Regions from separate parts of the Mus musculus genome. Here region 1 is linked to region 2. The links are chromatin contacts, called in public promoter capture Hi-C maps. All regions are on one chromosome and are shown on one strand. Each heading gives the region's core, a stretch centred on a gene start, on an enhancer-like site or on the middle of the called end of the contact. The rest is flanking DNA. Distances are from core to core; before and after follow the strand shown. Region 1 overlaps Aopep (aminopeptidase O). Region 2 overlaps Aopep (aminopeptidase O).

What was found. Capture Hi-C pulls out chosen DNA fragments and counts their contacts.
Region 1: a promoter capture Hi-C map of adipose tissue shows a contact between it and region 2. The contact joins two enhancer-like sites. A contact is called at or near these places in 5 of 484 Hi-C or Micro-C datasets (Th1 cells, bone marrow-derived macrophages, embryonic fibroblasts and 2 more), 5 of 115 datasets of contacts at active chromatin or transcription factors (cardiomyocytes, embryonic fibroblasts, embryonic stem cells and 2 more) and 3 of 9 other capture datasets (adipose tissue, liver and pancreatic islet).

Annotation. Positions count from the first base shown.
Region 1 is chr13:63,267,482-63,274,314 of GRCm38.p6, forward strand. All of the region lies in intron 13 of Aopep (aminopeptidase O), which reads left to right. Among named protein-coding and RNA genes, the nearest start is that of Gm16907, 26 kb to the right of the region's middle. Within about 2 kb of position 5,325, at least 166 of the 459 cell types and tissues checked have an H3K27ac peak or open chromatin away from gene starts, as enhancers often do. A contact at or near this core is called in adipose tissue and heart atrium, where this site is marked.
Region 2 is chr13:63,147,792-63,154,458 of GRCm38.p6, forward strand. All of the region lies in intron 5 of Aopep (aminopeptidase O), which reads left to right. Among named protein-coding and RNA genes, the nearest start is that of Gm30409, 19 kb to the left of the region's middle. Within about 2 kb of position 3,475, at least 37 of the 459 cell types and tissues checked have an H3K27ac peak or open chromatin away from gene starts, as enhancers often do. A contact at or near this core is called in adipose tissue and heart atrium, where this site is marked.

The sequences.
Region 1 (6,833 bases), core at 4,075-6,574, 120 kb after region 2:
CTTGCTCTTCAGAAACAGTTGGCCATTGAGGATTGTCTGATAAAGGTAAACAAATGTGGCCGGGGGTGGGGGGAGCATTAAGTTGAATTTGTTTTGACAGAGTTCAGGGATCGGAGGATTAAATAGCCCTCAGCTTCCAGCATTTGTCCCTACAGACATGCCAGCTGCTCAGATTATGTCTCCTAAGGGAAGAAATGAGGCGTCTGCCATCTTTACATCAACTCATATGTCTGTAGGAGGTTTATAAGTTACTGGTTGCCCCCACCCCCCAACCACCATCCTTTTCCTTAGCCTCCCTCTTGTGTAGGGTCCTCCACTGTCTTATCGGCTCCATACACCAGTGTAGTAAGTGTCAGTCAGAGCTGGAATATTGATCTACAAAGACATATAGCCCACCCTACAGTTCAATTATTGAAGCATTTTCCTGGAAGTAGCCATTTCCTTTTGGCAGGGGATATAAAACAGGAACCGGCAGACACCATGTCTTGAGTTGCCATACCATAAGACATGGATAGGCATCAACTTATGGCCACGTGGACTGCAGGAAACGTTGAATGCCACCGTTCCATGTTCCTTTTACTACATTGATATTTTGTTAGTTTAAAATAAAAGGCTCTGGGCTCCTCCCAAACTTAGCCAGGTTTAACATGCACACGCATGTTTGGGAGCCAGAGCTATGATTTGTGCTGGCAAAACAAAGCATTAATTATTAGATTATTAAATTATAATTAATACTAAATTTTTTTTAAAACTTAAGAAAATAGGTATGATATAAAATTTTGGTGTTGCTAAATGGCAATTGTGGATTATTTATCTGGGGTCCTTGGGGATGGGTGCACTAAGGGGAGACACTTAAGAAAAAAGCAACCACCGGGCTCTGAATTCAACATATGTGTTGAATTGAGCTCAACTCTTCTGCATTTAATGAAGACTTCAGCCTTTAGGGGTAAATAAAACATTACTAAACAGAGACGGCTGAATATTTCTTACTGGCTGTAATAATTAAAGCCATGAAAAAAGGTGGTGGGGTTATGTTACTGATTAACTCCTAGATTTGATCAAGACACAGTTGCCGGTGGCGCTCTGTTTCATGTTTGGCCTGTTAGGTTAACGCCCTGTGCCTGGTTGTGGTGCTCTGTTGAGCAGCAGACCTCCTTCTCTCCCACTCCTCTGCCCCAGCAAAGTTCTCAGCTACTGGAGCTGAGTCTGAAATCACCCATAAAGCAGCATGCATGCAAGAAAGCTCCCTTATAGAAGGAGTCTGATAGATTCAGGTCCAGCTGGAAATGAAGGACATTCTATGTTATCCTTTTTCTCCTGTGTTGAGCCAGAAGCTAAGATTGGCGTTGGCAGTAGAGGGGCTTAAATGTATCAGTTTCTGATGGCTGCTGTAACACAGCACCACAAAATTAGCAGTTTGAAACATTATGTTACAATAGCAGGAAGTCAAAAGTCCAAGTAAGCCTCAGTAGGTTAATGGACTATGGGTGGGGCTGCTTTCCTTTAAATTGAGGCTGGAGGGAGCCACTTCCTTGATTCTTACAGCTTTCCTGGATTTCTTTGAGCCTCCACTTCTTCCTCCATTTTCAAAGACAGCTTGGTCAGGCTGGCCTCTCAGGTTTCCTTCTCCTCCTTATCTTTTTGCTAATAAAGACTCTTGTAGGGAGGGCTACTCTGCTCTAATCAGCAAGGTTAGTTGATGTGCAGTCTCTAATTCCGTCTCTGACTTCGTTGCCTTCATTGTGATTCTTCACCTCAGAGAATCACAGGGTTTCCAGGCTGTCATCCTGCTGCCCACCACAGTGAAACATGTATGGAGAAGAAACGGCAGTGAGTCAGAAAACCTGTACAGCTGATGCTAGCAGACTGTCTAGTCCCAGAGAAGACTTTGTATGTATGCACACACATGTAAACGAATAGGAGAAAAGGCCCCATGCCTTGTTAATATAATGGGGATTTCTACCTTGCTACCTAACCTGTCAGATTAGTGTCTAACATGCTAGCTACTCAGTAAGGAGAAATTTAAGTGACATGTAAGTATTTTATAATTTTAGTTAAGGGAAATTGAACTTTCTGCTCAAAAGAACAATCTAATTATAGTTGTATTGATTTGGGAATAATTGTTTGTCGTGTGTATTTTTTGCAGCATATTTTTTTAACACTTTTCAGGGAAAGCTCCATTACCATACTATTTTTTTTTTTAAACACATAAGCCTTTGTTGAAGGACCCATCTTTAAACCTTTCCATGGTAGGACACCGCTGTGTGCACATGCTTATATAGTAAGAGGCTTTGCCTTCCCTTCTATCTAGGTCATCTCTTTGCAGGCCTTGGGTAGCATTGTCCCTGGCCACAGAGTGGTTCCTGGGGCAGTGGGGTAGCTTGTGAGCTGCGAGGCACAGTCTTCATTTGCACATGGTGGAGCTGCATTCCTTAAGCTGTCACCAGACTCCCAGGAAGCACCCCTGAAATAGACATGACATTTGCCTGTAATGGCTGTGAAATTAACGGTGTAGGTTTGTAAGTGCAGTGTCTTTGATTTCTCTTTTAAGTTGGACTATTTTCACTTTTCATCATTTAGTTGCTAAGAATAACTGCTAATGGGCCAAGATGGAAACCTTGATCCTACTAGGAGACAATTTACATTATTACTTCAACACTGTGCTGGGTGAGAGCCTGAGGAAAGAAGACCGACATCCCAGGTTTCCCGGGGCTCAGGAATTCCCAGCAGATGCAGTTGACACAGGATAGTTCTTAGCTGGTGAAATAAGAGAGCTGCTGACTGAAATGACTGAGGATAAGACCCAAAAAGCCAGAGTTGTGCCTTGCCATTTAAGACTACTAAGGGCCTTTCCTGCGGAGATTCTGGAGTCCTGCCATAGCAAATACCTGGAAGTGAAGCCCAGAGGGAGTCTGGAAAGGGGAGGTACCTGCCTTAAAGGTGCTGCCTGCCGCTTGTTCCAGTACAACAGTGTGGCTGTGTGAGAAAGGGAGGCAGGCCATTGTGTGCTCACACCTAGAGCCAAACTGGGTCTTCAGACTCACAAATGCAAGTCGTCGCCTCTACTTTGGAACGTCAGGTTTTGCCTTAGCCCCAGTTCCCTGGTCTGTGTCAGTGCAGGAGCTGTGCTGCCGGGATGGCCGGCAGGTTCCAGAGGCGGGGCCAGGTGACCTGATACCCGAAGGTGTATCTGTTTGAGGTGCTCCCACTTTCGGATGTTCCACATCACAGCCGCCTCCTCCTCTAGCAGGATCATTGGCTTCTACTTTTTGTCCTTCACTCCGCGTAGCACTTAAACAGGATGACTGAGAGATGCAGGTAGCCTGATGGTTGGGGTTGGAGGGCAGAGGGAAAGGAGGAGAGAGAGAGAGTGAGAGAGAGAGTGAGAGAGCAAGAGGAGAGCGAGAGTGAGAGAGAGTGTGTTAGTTCAATCTCCAACAGACTTTTGCTTTTAAAATCAAACCCTGAGCATTGGCGCAAGGCTGCTTAAAGTCAACCTTTACAGGAACATTTTGGGGAGTTCTGTAGAGCTTCTCGCCCTGTCTCTTTGTTGTGTATTTATATTGCTTGCTTTTTCAAAATGAAAACTACTTTGAGAAATTATGATTTGTAATGATTCTTGTTATTTAAAATATTAACATTTTTAATAAAGAAAAGCGCTCTCTTGCACAAAAGGAGACCTATCTAGCCAAAACTTTGATTTCTAAATTTGACTGAAGAATTTGGAAAAGATAAGTCTGGGGGAACTATTTTTCTCTAAAGGGGAGGTCTCCCTGACCGTTGTTCACTGTTGATTTGACCTAGAAAGCAGGTGTTTGGAAGTCCCTTCTGTATTTTTATGTACCAGGCTCCTGGTTTTTTGTATTAAAGCTTTGAGCTGAGATAGATACGCTGATTTTGGTTTGCATTTGTCTTAACGATTTATTTATACTGTTTAATCTAGAAATTACTTGTATTTTGGATTTTTTTTTTGGTCTGTTTGCTTGTATCTTTTAAAAAGACTTAAAATGGTTGCTACAGTTAAGCTTTAAATTGTGCTTAGCTGCTAAACAAAAATGGTGTTTTGCAAGAAAACAAAATGCTGTATTAATTTTCCATAGTCTTGGGCTATGGATCCCTCATCTGAAACTGGAATATATCCTAGTGAAAGCCTAGAATAAGACGGAAACCGTAACTAACTAAAATTTTTACATTTTAAAGTCTATTGTGGGCCAGGTCACACTGAAAGACTTGTATAACGTATTTGTTCTGGGTTGTTTAGAGTCAAGGTTTTTATTTCTTCCTCCCAGACAGTAGTTCATTGCCTGAAACTTAAAAATAAAATAAAAACGCTTCTTACAAATTTACCCTGTAAGCTTCCCGACAGTTCTAAATGGGCGAAGATGACTTGGATCAAACCAGGACTGGCAGGTAGCATGTGATGCTGTTTTTTTTCTAAGCATTTTTTAAGGGTATGGTTCTAGTCCCTGAAATTCCACTCAGCATCTAAAACTGGAGTGGAATTTTAATACTTAAAATTGTAAATGGGATTCTGCCCGATGCATTTTGCTTGTTTGGAGGAAACCCTTATCGTTTTGTTTGCGTCATATCTTCAAATGCCCGCTTCACCATTCTGGTAAACAACTGTGCGTGCAATGATAATCAGGTTTGAAGAAGCAGTGCTAGGGACGGTGGCGAATGAAGTGATTCTGTTGTTGGAATCGATCTTCCCTCGTGACCAGAATGCCAGTGGTATGTCCTGGGAGTGTTCTTCATCAGAGCTGGTGGCAAACCCAGGAAACTTATTTCTGGCGCCCCTTTCCCCTTCCTCTTTCAGGTAACTAACTGTTCCTAATGATTTGGTGTGAGAGGTTGGCAGTCGCCCCCACCCCCCACTCCTAATTAGCAATTATGCAGATTGTTTACCAGAAACCGGCTGGGCAGCTTTTTCTTCTTCTGCCCTCCCTCCTAGACCTACACGCTGCTTCCAGGTGACCCAGGAATGTTTTGCTCCGCGGGAAAAATCAGATTGTTTTTCATCCCGGTTCTAACTGGAAAGATCTTCAAGGAAGTGTTCATGGGACCCAGTGTAATGAGGGGGCCTCACTTTAGTGAATTGGAAGGAAAGTGCCATGCTAAGCCCGCCTTTGTTCTCATTTGAATCACAGGCTGTACTGGGACTGGTCTGTATGTTGAGTAAGTGCGGGGTGGGAGGCGAACGCCTAATTTGTGGAATTGCGGGGGGCGGGGATGTTAGGGCGGGGCGGCCTTGTGGATTGGCTAGAGCAGAGAGGGCGGGGCGAGCGGCCCTTATCAGCCTACGCCGGCAGGTGCAGGTCCCAGGTCAAGGTAAGGAGGCCACGGCTCCCTTGTCTGCCCCTGCACCCTGTCCGGGACTTTGCTGCTTTGTTCTCCCTTGCTGAGGGCGTTTCTACTCAGAGTGCGTTCCAGGGCTTTGGGATGAGGGCGTTTCTACTTGGAGTGCATTCCAGGGCTTCGGGATTATAGTTCCTGGCAGGTCCTGGAGAAAAGATCCGCAGAGACACCCTGCCCTGCAGCAGGGAGAGCTTGAAGGACACTCACTCCAGCAGGAAAACAGCAACGCGCGGTGGCTGGCTCTGGCTTTGTCTGGGAATGTTCAACAGGTTAAGTTGAGGTTCTAGACAGCTGCACGTTCAGGCTCTGCTCAGATGGGAACCCAGAGCAGAGAGCAGAGGCCGCACTCTCCCCTGACTTTGACGGCATTTGTTTGCATCGCCCTGCAGTGCACAGTGTGTTCGTTGTATTTCTGCCTCGGCCGGCCGTGATTATTCCTCCTCGCAAAGGTCTGAATTAAGAAGCTAAGCTGGAAATGAGCGGGGCAAGTGGTTCTCAGCTTGTGGCGTTAAAGTGAGTGATTTCTGGGTCTCCTCACGTTGAGGGACCTGTAGCCACTTTTTTTTTTTCAGGTTAGTTTGAGTTTTATTTGTTTCCATTTTATAATTGAACATATTTAGGGGGTGGACTATGGTGTATTGATTCATGCATTGTGTAAACTAGAGTCTTGCCTGGCTTTGGAATAATGACCGTTTTAGTTGGCGTGTTAACAGCAAAGCGATGGTTGGGAACGGGAATATGTGCTGTGGTGCCTTGTTTTTTTTTTTTTTTTTTTTTTTTGAAAAGTTTCTCTTTTTAAAAATTCAGTTATGTAATTTAATTACGTAGGAAAATTTTCTCTTAAGATGGAAACCTAGCTTCATTTCTTCCTCTTAAAAAAATCAACTATTGGTAGGTTCCAAGATAATTCATACAGTTCCAATTGGATCTGAGGAAGAAGGAAGGTCTCTACGGCATTTTCTACTAGAGATGAAATAATCAGAACACTTAGAATGCATTATCATTTCAACAAAACAAGTCTGGACTTTTCTAAATGGACCCATTGTACCTATGCAAAGCGAGATACAAACTGGCCAGAAGTTGAGCAGGTTTATTTTTGTGAAATTTTTAGCAGTGACTTGATGCCTTTGTGATGTTAGGCAGCAGCTGTCCTGGGGTCACTAGCGTCCATGCCAGTTCCTGAGGAAGAAGCTGAATAGACTCAGACCCACACCTTGCAAGGGACTGTGCATTCCACAGCTACACAAAGGCTTCCTGGCTGCATCCAGCCTAGAGCTCACAATAGACCTCAGACCTGAGCACCTTGGGGCCAGTCTTAGGCTTCCTGTACTGGGGTGGCTTCTGTACTTTTGCCAGTGCTTGGTCACTCTGTGAGGAGCATGGCTTTGGATAGGGAGACTTGGTCAGGCTCCTGTCCCTAATGCTGCTTGCACATCTGCAGACATCAGCTTCTCCTGTACACCATATGCGGGTCCAAT
Region 2 (6,667 bases), core at 2,225-4,724:
TGGCCTAGTTGACCATCAATGGGAGGAGAGGCCCTTGGTCTTTTGAAGATCATATGCAGGGAAATGCCAGGGCCAGGAAGTGGGAGTGGGTGGGTTGGGGAGCAGGGTGTGTATGTGTGTAGGGGGAGGGTATAGGGGACTTTCAGGATAGCATTTGAAATGTAAATGAAGAAAATATCCAATAAAAAAAGTCTGTGTATCAAGCATGGGATATGAGGTATCTATACATATGCACTGTGCAATGTTTAAATCAGGTGGGACGTTCTGATAAAAGCACCATCTTCCAGCAATGACCATCATCACCACCACCACCACAACCATCATCATCATCTCCATCATTACCACCACCAGCAACAACACTGCTACCAACTCCCAACTGTCAAGGGATTTCAGAGCATCTTCTCTGTCTTTTTGTGAGTTTCATTTCTGCCAAATTACAGAGCTGACCATCACACCTCCTCCCCAGTAGCTTCCTGCTTCCTGGCAGTGTGACTCTGGCAAAGGGAAACTTGAACTTCCTTTTACCTCAGCATCTTGTGTCCAGAATTCTCTGTCAGACATCAGTGCTTCTTTTGTATTCAGGCGTGTTGCTGTACAGGCTGGCCTTTCTGATTCAAATATGCCTTTGCCAGCCCCTACAGGGCAACTGGGTGCATTTCACACCAGAACTCCCAAAGTCTCAGAGTCTATTGTGTCTTAAGTTTGCATCTACAACTCTCTGGCCATATGTCTGCTATTTGGGGGGAACCCCCTAGCCTATTTTTCTAGATGGAGATCTTAGGGAGGCTTGACTTGTAGATCCAGCGAATCCATTTCAAAGGAAACCATAATCAAGCTGTTCTTATTAAAGGTGGGTCCAGACTGTCCAGACTTGTCTCCTCATGAGGCAGTTTCCAGGCTTCCATGTAATATAACCATAGATAACAGACTCTCGTATGCAGTGTGTTTCATAGTTCAGTTCTTGGCCCACTATTGTATTGCTGTCTCGGGACAAAGCAAAGCATGCATAATTGTGTTAAATAAAGACATGTCCTGTGTCATGGTGGAAGTTCACTTGATTAGCTCTATAGGAACAAACATATTCACTCTTGTTGAGAGGTGAGGAAGTAGAGAGAATTATGTTTTGTCATCTGTGTGCTTCAGTGGATGCTAATTGAAATGTACTTTTCAGGAAAGTTCTCTAGGTCCAGCAGGAAACATACAGCTTTCTGCACCAGTGTAATTAAAGACAGGTCAAGACACACATTGCAAAACAGTCAATATTTGCTTTTATGGTACATTTGGTTGTGTCTCTGAAATACTAGAAACAGAGTGGCCTGTATGCCAATAACAAAAAAAAAAAAAAAAAAAAAAAGGAAAGAAAGAAAGAAGGAAGGAAGGAAGGAAGGAAGGAAGGAAAGAAGGAAAGAAAGAAAGAAAGAAAGAAAGAAAGAAAGAAAGAAAGGAAAGAAGAAAGGAAGGAAGGGAGAGAAGAAAAGAAAAGAAAAGAAAAGAAAAGAAAAGAAAAGAAAGAGAAATATATATCTGCTTTCATCTTTGAGAATCCAGAAACCACTAGCAGCTCATGTTCTTTAAGAAGTTGGGAAACTCAATCAAATACTGATTTTTCCTGCCTTAATTCTTTAGCATTTAAACACAAAATACCCAAATGCAGTTTCATTGAACTTTCAGAAGAGCAAAGACACCCTTGTCTGCTTCTTAAGGAAAGACAGTCTCAGCAAGGTGTATCCAGCCCCCCATAGTGGAGTCTTAACTCTGCATGGGTGGTTGCTTGAGAGGTAAAGTCTAGGCCATAGTCTCTGTGTGTATATGTAGTACTGTTTGGTGGGACAGACATAAAGTGCCTGCCACTCACCAATCCCTTCAGCACCTGAGAAGCTGCTGGTTTGCTGTTGGACACGGCCTTCCAAAGCCAGGTGAGGTGGTCTTGGCACTGGTGTTGGCAGCTACTTATTCTCAGCAACACTGAGCCCAACAACGAAATGACAACACTGTCTCATCCCCAAAGACTCATTTCTTTCCCAGACTCACTAGGAAGCCTCTCTCCTGTCACCAGTGCATCTGCTTTAGAGCCTGACCCTGTCTCCCACAAGCACTGACCACAATCCCTAGTGGGACCTAGGTGTGGGCCATTTAGACAACTTAAGTGTCAAACCTGGGACTATGAGCTTGGAGAGCCGATAACCTTGGCCTAATGTTTTTGTTTTTGTTTTTGTTGTTGTTGTTGTTGTTTGTTTGTTTAGATAGGTTTAATTTGAATTTGTTGTTGTTGTTGTCTTTTTTGACAGTTTCAGTATAGCCCAGTATAACCTTGAACCTTGAGATGATCCTTCTGCTACCGCATCTTAAGTGCTGGTATTCAAGGTGTGTAGCACTATGTTAGTCAGGATTCTGTAGAGAACAAAACCAGTCAAGTTGTGTGCTACTTAGTTTTGCCAACTTCACACAAGCTTAGATCCACCTGGGAGAAGGGACTCTCATCTGAAGAACTGCCTTCATCAGAGTGGCCTGCAGGCTGGTTTGTGGGGCATTTTCTCGACCACTAATTGTAGAGGAGGACTCAACCTGGGCTGCTTGAAAGATCAGTCAAGCAAGCCTGTAAGCAACATTTTTTCTATAGTCTCTGCTTCAGTTCCCACGTTCAGGTTCCTGCCTCCTGACATAGAAGTATGAGATAAATGAAATAAAACCCCTTCTTAGCAAGTCAGTTTTGACCAGTGTGTTATCACAGCAAGGAGAAGCTAACTGGGATAAACTGACTGCTACCACCCCAGCCACCATGCCTGACTGGCTTACTCTGTTTAACATACAGTGTGTTCTTCCCTCCAATGTCTGCTTCCCAGTTTGCCTCTGCTACTTCTAAAGTCTCCTGCTGCTTCTTGCAGCTTAGGAGACTTGCCCCTGCTCTCGGTTCTTGTTGCCTGCCTACCATCTCCTCCCCTTTCTCCTCCTCCATATCCTTGGTTTTCGGTTTTGTTTTTCTGTTTAATTTTGTGTTATCTACTTCCTCCCTCCTTCATTTCCTTATCCCTGGTCCTCCATTTACCCTCATTTTGCTATCTTGACTTCTTTAGCACATTTAGTTTATGATTGTTCCACTCTGCCCCACCCCCACAAATATCCATCTGTAGTTAAAATAGGTGTGTGGCCCTTCCAGGGCCTTTGGAGCCATGTACCAGAAGCTGGCCTCACCTGTTTCTCTAAGGAGAACACAGGGCATAGTTGTAGAGTAGTATCTCTCCCTCTCTTCTTCCCTTCTTCCCGGGAAGACACTAAAGCATTGCTGATCCAAAGGCCTGTTTTATCGGGCCAGTTCTGGCTGTGATGTAGTCACAGGGGACAAAGATCCTAAGGCACGGATGGTGTTTTTATTTCCATGACTCTGCTGATAAAACACTGAGAAACCTGAGGTCATCATACCAGGGGCTTGAGCTGCACAGAAAAGCCAGGAGCCTAGCAGCTACAGCTAAGCCCAGGGAGTCTGGCAGAGTAGACCAGAATGAGCTTCAGTCAGTACTGGGTTGGGCTGCATCGCCTGCTCACTGAGAGCTAGTGACCTTGCTTGCCAACCTGGAGAGCAGAACTCTGTGCACTTTACCTTCAACATCTGTAAATTGAGGCAATAACCACCTTTTCTACGGTTAGGGTAGAGCGAGTGTAGGAGGAGCTCAGTGTGAGGTGTGTCCTTAGTGTGCCAGCAGGGTGTGTCCTTAGGAAAGGGGAGCAGGAAGCCATGCTGGGCTGAGGAAACTGCTGCTCAAGTAGCGCTTGGTTTGATCACCACATGAAAACGCAGCAGGAGAGCCATGTGAGTAACCCCAGTGCTCAGGGGGCAGAGGCAGGAGGATCCCTGGAGCCTAGAGAACCAGTTAGTGAGTCTCAGGTAATGAAAGAGACTGTCTCCAAGTATGAGGTGGACAGCTCCTAAGGAACACCCAGCGTTTCTCTCTGACTTCCACACATGCACACTGTATTGATAAACGGTAAAGCTTGGAGCTCGGGGGCAGTCCTCAGTTCCTCTGCCATTGTCATAGTGGCCATTTGAGCCAATATGCATCCAGATAAATGAATAATTAAATGTACTGGGCTGGTGAGTTACAGCAGGTAAAGTCACTTGCTGGAAGGAGAGGACCTGACTCTGTAAGCTGATACATTGTCTTCTGACCTTCACACTTGTACCATCACACACACACACACACACACACACACACACACACAGAGAGGAGGGTGGGGCAGCAACTAGCAATAACAATAGCCTTTTCTGCTAAACCTATGTTTCCTGAAACACTCGTTGGATGTAACAATTTTCTCTCAAGCTGTTGAGAACTATGTTAAGGGTAGTTTCACAGGCTAGAAGGAGACCCTGGACACATGACACATATGTAGGAGGTGTGCAGTTCAGTCTCCATGTGATCCCCCCAACAACTGGAGCAGGGGCTCTCCCTAAAGCTGTAGCCTTACTGTGGTATCCCTTCCCCAACAGGGCTGCCTTGTCTGGCCTCAATGAGACAAAATCTGCCTAATCTAGCAGAGACTTGATGTTGGGAGGGGGAGCTCAGGGGACCCCACTCTCTCAGAGAAGAAGGGGATGGGATATGGGGGAAGGATTCTGAGAGAGGGGTTTGGAGGGGGCAGCATTTGGGATGTATATCAATCAATAAATAAATATTAAAAAAAGAAAAGGAAAAAAAAAACCTGATCATCTCCCCCACACACTTTTAAGACTCATCTGCTACAGTGCATCACAGATGAGGAAGATGGAAAGTGGCCGTTCCCTGTTGAGTAGTCACAGAGGTAGAGGGGGTAAGAATGGCCAGCATTTCTAGGCCATCCTTTGTGGCCTTTGAGGTGACAGATACATTCCTTACATTAGACCACAGTCAACAAAGAGGGACTGAAGGGTCTGACTCCAGGGACAGGAACTGATGGTAAGTGCACTTATGGGCATTGCTGGGCAGGCAACTTATGGAGGAAGAAGGAAGCAGGTGCGAATTGGGGGGGGGGGGGACGGGACACAGGACTTCCTCTTGAGATTACTCCAACCCAGCCCCCTATGCCCATTTACTGCAGTTGTCCAAACCATGTCAGCTATTAAACCACACCAGAGAAGGTTGCTTTTATGTGATTGACTCTAAGGTCTTTGGAATCATCCAGGTGGATACTAGCGAAAGGAGGGCTCCTTTCTCCTTCCAAGTTCTCTCTTTCTCTAAGCATATTGATGGTGGACGCCATTTGTTGTTGAAATTTAGAAAAATATTAAGTTCACAAGAAATTCAAGCTTGGTAAATATGTCTCCATGACACCTCTGCAAAAGTGTACTTGACCACTCCTCATCCCATCTCCCTCACCTCCAATCCTCACAACTCCCTCCCCACCTTCCACCCAAGACCCAGGATCTGCTGCTCCTGGAAACTCCCAATCTCTCTTTCTGTCCACTCAGCCTGTGGTGACCTGGTGCTGAGGCTTTTGGGCTCAGCTGCTAAATCAATCTCTCTCTCTCTCTCTCTCTCTCTCTCTCTCTCTCTCTCTCTCTCTCTCTCTCTCTCTCCCTCTCTCTCCCTCTCTCTTTCCCTCCCTCTCCCCCTCTCCCCCCCTCTCCCCCTCTCCCCCTCTCTCCCCCTCTCCCCCTCTCCAGCAGGATGGGGCCATGCTGGTCAGGCCTCCCTGGAAAAAAAGCAGAAATAAATCAAACACTAGCTCCTACTTAAGATCTGATGAAATTCTCCATTTCCTTTCCAAATTGAATTCCTCCCTCAGGAAGGGAGCAGCTTCTGGGAGTCACAAAGGCCTCCTTCCTTCTCTGCTGGAGGCATGTTTTAAATTAATGGACACAACACTCTAATCTGGCTGGGTGGGTCGCATTAAGGAGCAGTAGAGGGACAGTTTTCAGGCTGGGCGTGATACAAGCTTCAGGCATCTAGTACACTTGTCCTCTGCAGAGGAGTGGCCAGCCTCCACCATGCTGGGAAAGTGAGGAGCATAGATCTGCTGAGGCTCTCAGCAGCCCAGGCCTGCCTATTTCACACACACACACACACACACACACACACACACACACACACACACACACACACCTATAGCACAGAGCATGTGGCAGAGAATTCAAGAGAGGGGCTGTTACTTTGAGATTTAAAATGGCAATCCTGCATAACTCTCATCTGGAAAAACAATACATTCAATGACTTATGGTTTAAGAAAGCAAAACAATAACAACAAAATCTTTGCTCTTAGTGTGAAGATGTTAGCAATGTGATTATCTTCCTTGAGGTAGGTGATCCCTCTTCCAGGGCATAAGAATTCCAGGGGTTTTGACAGAAGGGAAGCCTGAGCCGATTGCTTGGGTCTGAGAATACAGGATTGGACTGTGCACCTGTGAGTGGGCCTTGCATACCAAACCAAGGTCATGGTAGCCTAGACATTCTAAAAGCTCTCTGTTGTGGGGTGCTGTCTATGCTAAGGGACCTACTAGCAAAGGGACATTGACTGTTGATCCTCAAAGTGGACTGAGGTGTGTTGTTTTCTTTACTAGCTACTGAGGAAAACGATGCTTTAAAACGTCTATGTACCTTGAGTAAGTGATTCTGACATTCAGAGTCAGAAAGAGGGAAGGAAAGTTGTCGTTATCCCTTATGTCCCAAGTTTGCTTAACACCCTTGAGGGTAGTCAC